2 separate regions of the Danio rerio genome follow, and region 2 is linked to region 1. The links are chromatin contacts, called in public HiChIP or PLAC-seq maps. All regions are on one chromosome and are shown on one strand. Each heading gives the region's core, a stretch centred on a gene start, on an enhancer-like site or on the middle of the called end of the contact. The rest is flanking DNA. Distances are from core to core; before and after follow the strand shown.

What was found. HiChIP or PLAC-seq counts read pairs in DNA pulled down with a chosen protein or histone mark.
Region 2: an H3K4me3 HiChIP or PLAC-seq map of embryo shows a contact between it and region 1, with 8 times the contacts expected there. The contact joins the promoter of acvr1l here to the promoter of uggt1 in region 1.

The regions. Positions count from the first base shown.
Region 1 is chr2:43,928,743-43,932,467 of GRCz12tu, forward strand. uggt1 (UDP-glucose glycoprotein glucosyltransferase 1) reads right to left here and starts at 2,139. Exons shown (of 40, transcript NM_001077534.1): 1 at 2,115-2,139; 2 at 1,163-1,301; 3 at 938-1,017. The coding sequence starts at 1,287.
Region 2 is chr2:44,574,092-44,577,816 of GRCz12tu, forward strand. acvr1l (activin A receptor, type 1 like) reads left to right here and starts at 1,766. Exons shown (of 11, transcript NM_131345.1): 1 at 1,766-1,861.

The DNA of each region.
Region 1 (3,725 bases), core at 889-3,388:
ATGCCAGCAGTTAACAATTTCCAACATTCTTATAAATATCTTTTTTTTTTTCAACAGAAGAAGAAACTCATTAAAGGTTTGAACACATAATAATAAACCTAAAATAAACATCCAGGTGCCATCCAAGTGCTGAGAGCGACATTTAGATGAACATGGTGTATATGTTTGCACAATCGCTGCAAATTTCTGTTGTGAAAACAAAGAATATTTTAAATATAAACTACACATTTGCATATGCAAGACTATAATTTGATTTAATCACTTTCCTTGCATGATACATTAACGCTACAGAGGAGCATGTTTCTTATTTATTTATAATAAATTTATAATAATTATAATTTATAATTATTTATAATAATTTAAAAATTCTATTTAACTGAGCGAAGTTTTTTTCAACACATTTCTAAGCATAGTTTGTTCTGTAGACTATCGAGAAAAACTAGCTTAAAGGGGCTAATAATTTTGCCTCTAAAATGTTTTTTTTTAAGAAATGAAAAACTGCTTTTATTCTAGCTGGAAAAAAAGACTTTCTCCTGAAGAAATAATATTATCAGACATACTTTGAAAAGGTCCTTGTATTATATTATGCATTCTATTTAAAGTATTTTTTTTAAATTGCATAAATGTGTGTTTCTTGCATTAAAGCATGAAAGAATGAATCTTCAGTGCAAACACTGCATCCATATAATTCCACCAAGCAAAAACGCTGCAAATCTTAACCATAAAATAAATGAGTAAAATAAATAAAGTTAAATTAAGATTGTTGCAAATGATCTGCAATAAATAAATGCAGCCCATATAATATTAACTTACTACACAGAAAATTATGCAATTAAACACACAACATTTTACACATTAGAGTAATAACAGCATAACAAATATCATACTGACAGGCATCAGCATGTCTAAAATATGAAATGAAAAGATCAAATATTACCATCATGATCATTCTCAATGTTCTGGTTGGCTTCCACAAAGGCCCAGAACTTGTCCTGACTCTCCTCGGCAAGGAACTCGCTGTAAAGTACAAATCATCTTATACTGTTTGCAAACTGTAGCCTGTCCTGAATGTCTTACGCAGGGAACAAACTGTAGAATATTATGGCATCATATAATGTGGAGGTAAACATTGTTTGGTCATGCAACGTGCATTGAAGCTAACCTGGCTTCCAACAGGAGAGGTGTCGAGGGCCATTTAGTAGTCAGTGTCGTTGTAACTGCTTTTGAGTCCCCATTGACAGAGTCGACAGAGCCCAGAGCCAGCAGTGCAGCACAAAACAGCCACATCTTTCCACAAAATCCTGAGAAAGTGAGACAGTTTAGTCGCGTTTTTGCTAGAGGAGAAATGTAACTACAATAACGCCATAGACGCTGAAGAAGGTAAACGCTTCAAATATGGAAAAGAAAGTGAAAGAAACTTTGAAAGAGTCCTATTTTCACTTTACTGAATTAAATACGTCACTATAAAACATAAAGACGTAAAAATACAAACGTAGGGCATGTAAATAACGCAGTAATTGAGCATATCATTCATACGTTTCTGCTTGTTTGTATTTCACTTCGTTTGACAGATTGGAGAGGACAGCGCGAGTTGACTCTGAGCCAATCAGAGCGCTCAGCGTGGACATCGAGATTAGCTTCATCCAATCAGAGATCTTATCGAACGCAAGTTCCGGGTTCTCTTTAACTTCCTGCATTATAACTAATTCTCTCAAAGCATGGTTTTTACTAGGATGAATGAAATTTTAATTACCTGAAGCTGGCGCTTAAAATGCAGTAAAGCAACTGATTTCGTATTATCTACTCTACTTAATCATAACGAACGACTGCTAAACGTTTTACACATTAAAGGGTGTTTCAATACTATAGCGTGTCTTTGTCAAATACAGAACATCCATAAAATACTTCTTAAATAGAAAGAAGAGTTTAAATGAGCTCACTTTTCTTAGTAGCGAATTAGCAGTATAGGACTTATAACTGTGCAATCATGACTGATGCATGCATTTTTCTTCAACCCAGATGCAAAATGCTCGAAGTGATGTATTCACACACACTATTGTTGCAACAAATGCAACGCGGCAGAATTATGAGGAGGTAAAAGCGAGGAATCATACCAACACCGGCTTCGGAATCTGCTTCGTGAGTTGCCATGTTTGGACGGTATAAGTGGCCCATGCTATGGTTCATGTGTGGGTCCTCTTCTCCGTGCCTTTTTAGAAATACAATATTAAGCATGCGAGAAATCATCTTTAATATTATATATTCAAAAAAAAATACAAGTACGCAATATTTTGCAACATATTAAAATATATGTCAGGAATTTAGCTAAGGGGGGAAAACACACGTGTTACTTAAGTGCTTTTTGTCGCAGGCGATTCATTAGACAGCTTATCCCTCACAGGCGCCATTTTGGCTCAACAAGACAGCGCGTGAGTTTCTAATATAACGTGAGAGAATGGAAACTGGATGTAACGATAATACGTTTAGCTCATGGTAAAAAAAATGCAGCATCTTTTCATTTGATTTCCATCCCGCAACTGTGTGTGATGACTTTTTGTGCGTCCTTTATATTTAAATAATTTATTAATTGCTTATGAAAGGGTAAATGCCCCCCATAATTTATATGGTATCTAGGCTAGTGTCAAACACAAACTCTTCTTTGTTAAACAAAAAAATATACATGTTGTAGAAAGCTTGAAACATAAGACTTCCGTTGTTTTACCTCATTGAACCAGATTTCAGCTTTCTAAAAAAAATTGCCTTTTGTGTTTAACAGAATAAAAAACTCAAAAAGGTTAGGAAAAACTTGAGGGTGAGGAAATAATGAATAAATTAATTTTGGGGTGAAATATTATTTTAAATCACTAAGCAGATCTGAAGTCAAACTGAATCAGAATTCACATTAGGTCGATTGTACAGTTTGATCAGAATCCTTCATGTTTAATGAATGTTTAGGGCTTTGCTAAAGAATTATAGCACAACAATATTTCTTGAAAACATTTTAAACAAATTCAGCCAAAAATAAAGTTAATAAGCTTGTTTCAGGAGTGTGGATGAAAAATAACTTCTTCACTGTCAGTGTCTCCACAAGGCTTTATGCTATCTTCAGTATGCTACTAGATATTTCCTACTCCCTCTTCTGAAGTCTTGATTAGGAGCTTAGCATTCAAATGCTTTGTTGTCATTTGCAGGTCATCAGTCAGGATATCCGCTCCTTCAGTAATATGGTGTGGCTCCTCCCACTGACTCGTACTGCTTGGGTAAAGTTGCTCAGAAACTGGTGTAATTCTAATAGAAAGAAACGCTGACACTGTTACCATGTTTTAATTGCTGTAGGCCTATAAATAAATTTGAGGTGACTTGACTGAAATGACAGACAAGTCTTCGCATTTATCACTGGACTGATCACTCGACAGTGACCTAATCACACCTGCAGCATCTCCACGATGAACATTCAGTGTTCTCCAGCCTCCAGCGCCTAGACTGCATCTCTGCACAGGAAGTTTGGCCAGAGGAGGAATGGTCAAGCTCACCTGAGCCTGGCTTCCCCCTAGGTTTTTTTCCTTCACTTTCGTCAATTGGTGAAGTCTGTTCCTTGCCACTGTCACCACTGGCTTGTTTGTTTTGGGACTGTGGAGCTGCACATCGATGGATTTGTTCTTCAGGAGTGAAAATTAAACCATTTAACTGAACTAAACTGAAATTCAACTCTGAAAACTGGACTG
Region 2 (3,725 bases), core at 516-3,015, 640 kb after region 1:
TGCTGAGGTATTTTTGCAAAACTAAAATTCAACCACTGACTCTTCACAGTCTCATCTTTGGGTAGGGAAAATAACACTAACTTTCCCTCACACTTTAGAGCACAGCGTCTATGCGACTTGATTCAACCGGGATCTGCTACAGTGTTTGTCTTTTTCTTTCTAAAGTATGTGTGGACTTGACCGGGGGGGTTCAATTTTCCCGGGTCTGCGCATTCTACAATTGTACGGGCTTGAGTTTCATATCGACGTCACGCCGACACGGCAAAAGACTCGCTACAGCGGCAGTTCATTCGAACCAAGATGAGCCGACTCTTTTATAGATGAATCAATAGTTTTAAACATGGTGCACTTTCAGATTTAAGCCTTAGCAGGATATTTCACTTCACTTAGAGCTGTGTTACCCACTGTATGAAAGGTCATTTTCAAAAACAATCTTTAACATTAATTATGAAATATGGATATTTATATGAACATATATGGGAGCTAATGATAGGTGGGTTCAACTTGAGGATGCAAGTGTTGGGTAGATTACTTAGAAATTGCATAATGTAATCTAGATTACACATTTAAAGTAATGCAATCTGACTACATTTGTATTCCTTATCACATCAATTTTATTATTGTGTGCCAAACTGATTTAAAACTAACAAAGAAACAGCCCATTAGCCTGAGCTTTCGTGTCTGCATTCCTGTTTTATTACAACAAAGGCATGAAAAAAGACTAAATATATTCACAAAACAATAAACAAACAGCCAGATAAATAATAACCATGCAGTGGGTGAGTGTTTTAGAGTTATGGGCAGGTATGCACTGATAAATGTGTCGGCTACTGGCAGTTCAGTCTGCATGAGGTTAGGTGGTCACAACTGCACAAATGATAAATGATGACAGTGGCCATTTCGGGTATGCTTTGGCTTCAATTTCTACACAGCAATAAAATTGAGATCTTTTTTATTGCCAAACCTTTTGAAAATGAACCATGGTTTAATTGTAATGAAAGTTCATCAACCTTTTTTGTGTGCATTTGATCATAACTTGTATAACCACTTTATATAATCACATTCTAAAAATACCATTATAAAATGATGGTTAGTTATTTTTTATTGTAGTAAAACCATGGATAACAAATTATGGATTATGGATAACAAAATTTCGTTGCATAATTCAATTATTAATTTGTGATATTATTTGAAATTATATTTACCATCACAATCCTTTAAAAACTCTTTTAGAAAAAAACTAATTTTCTGTAAATATATAAATGTAATATGTAAATATTGTAATTAAAGTCTAGACCTAAGATGCAGTAGCTCACAGTCAAATCAATGGGGCTCCATAACTGCATTTTTTCAAATAATTTGTCACTCTGAACACTAAATATGATACTAGTGTATCGTGCAGTATCTTGTAATGTTAAATTCTAACATATTTCTAAAAGTAAACTCATTTGTGTATAATTAGTCTAAATTTACTAATTATCTTTCACTCTAATCACAAAGTGACTGTGGCAGCTAAGGTTAGCTATGGCTAGTGAGTCTAAGTAGCAGATTTTGCCTACAAAAAGTGCTTGTATACAGATATTTTCGTGCTTCTTGGAACTGAAGCCAAAGGTATTTGTTTATGTAGGTTGACTAAAAACGAAATGTTCCGTAAAATAATCCAGCAGGTACTCACTTTCGGCGGACCGTGGTATCCCACAATGCTCTCGCGCGTCACTTGTTTATGGTGACGTCACGGCGCAGTCTTTTCAGTCTCTCTGGGTGGCGGCAGACAGTCTGTCAGCGCTGAAAACACGACTTCGAATAAAAGAGTGATATTGCGGAAATTGAACACAAACATGAATCTGCATTGCAGCTAAAGGTAAACGCGATCTCCGTTTTGACTTTGATTGCTGGAAGTGTATGCGGCGAGTAAAGTATGGTCGTTGTTAGCACTGTTAGCACAGCTGCTGCAAACAGGCCGATTATTATATAGTTATATTGCAAACATTACGCTGGTATTTCCACTGCGTCGATTTTTGCGTGTTATTTTGTGTTTCTGATGTTGTTTTGTGATGTTTGCGCATGGATCGAGCTTTCTAAGAGATCTGCTATGTAACTAGTGGCTTGTGTTTGTTGAAGCTGATCATCTGTAGTGTTATTGTCGTCCACCTACTTGAATACAAGAGCCCCGTGTTAATAATCTGCAACTTTAAAATGTTTACACTTACAATTCATCAATGTAATTTCATTACATCTCAGTTATCTTGATTGTTTTGTTGACTGTGTGACTCATTTAGATCGTGACGATAAGAGCTTTCTTTTATCTGTGCCCAGTCTCCTACAGTCACACAAATACTGGAAATTAATGTCGGCGGATTTTAGAAATTATGATTGGCAGTTCACAAAAGCGTTTTTTTCTGTTATTTAAATTATTAATTAAATCCTTTTTAATTACCATTTATATTGTCATTGGTATGCAGTTCAAAGCTATTTTACTGGCTAAATCACATCTTGTATATATATCTTACGATTGAGTTAAAGTTGGTTTTATATTCGCACAGTCAAACTTTCTCTTTAATAATATCATTTCAGAAAAAGTATTATTTACAAATTCTAAACAGGGAAATCATATTAGCAGCCAATGGCTATCAAAGTACATTATTGTTGAAGTCATACATAATTGCGATTTCAGACTAAATATTTAAAGTAACGTTACCATGGTACAAAAAATAAAGGGAGCATATCAGAAATTGTCGCTAAACGAATGTACGAATATAAAACTAACTATACTTCATTCACTATGATTGGCAGTTCTGGAATAGTCACAAAAGCGTTTTTCTGTTAATAAAGTTATTAAATGAACCCTATTTAATTACGCTTTATATTATTATTGGTAAGCAGTTCAACGCTAACCTTATTTCATTGGCTAAAGCGTATCTTGTACATGTATTTTACGATTGAGGTAAAGTGGTAATATATTTGCACATTCAGACTTTCTTCTTAATAACATTTCAGAAAAGTATTATTTACAAATTAAAAACAAGGAAATTATATTAGCAGTAAATGACTATCAAAGTACAATATTGTTGAAGTCAATTAAATAGTGCTAATGTTGTTTTGAAGTCATACTTAAATGTGATTTCAGACCCAATATTTAAAGTACCATGGTACAAAAAATAAAGATGTCAGAAGTTGTCTCTGAAAGAATCTACGAATATAAAACCAACTTTACCTCAATAAACTTGCGATATGTAATGTGTCTAATACTTCTGAAAAATGTTTAGTTTCTAATAAGTTTCATTCTTTCATTCATTTCCTTTTTCGGCTTAGTCCCTTTATTAATCCGGGGTCGCCATAGCAGAATGAACCGCCAACTTATCTAGCATATGTTTTATGCAGCGGATGCCCTTCCAGCTGCAAGCCTTCACTGGGAAACATCCATACACTCTCATTTACACACATTCACTATGGGCAATTTAACTTACCCAATTCACCTGTACCGCTTGTCTTTGGACTGCGGGTGAAGCCTACATGAACAGAAAAAGTACATGCAAACTCCACACAGAAATGCCAGCTGACCCAGCCGAGGCTCGAACCAGCGACCTTCTTGCTGTGAGGAGATTTTGCTATCCACTGCGCTATCGTGAAGCCCTTTTTTATTTGATAATTATTATTATGCAGTGCATTTATTGCATTTTTGAGTTTTTTTTAATGCTTTTTGTAAGAACATTTCTGTGGGGCCC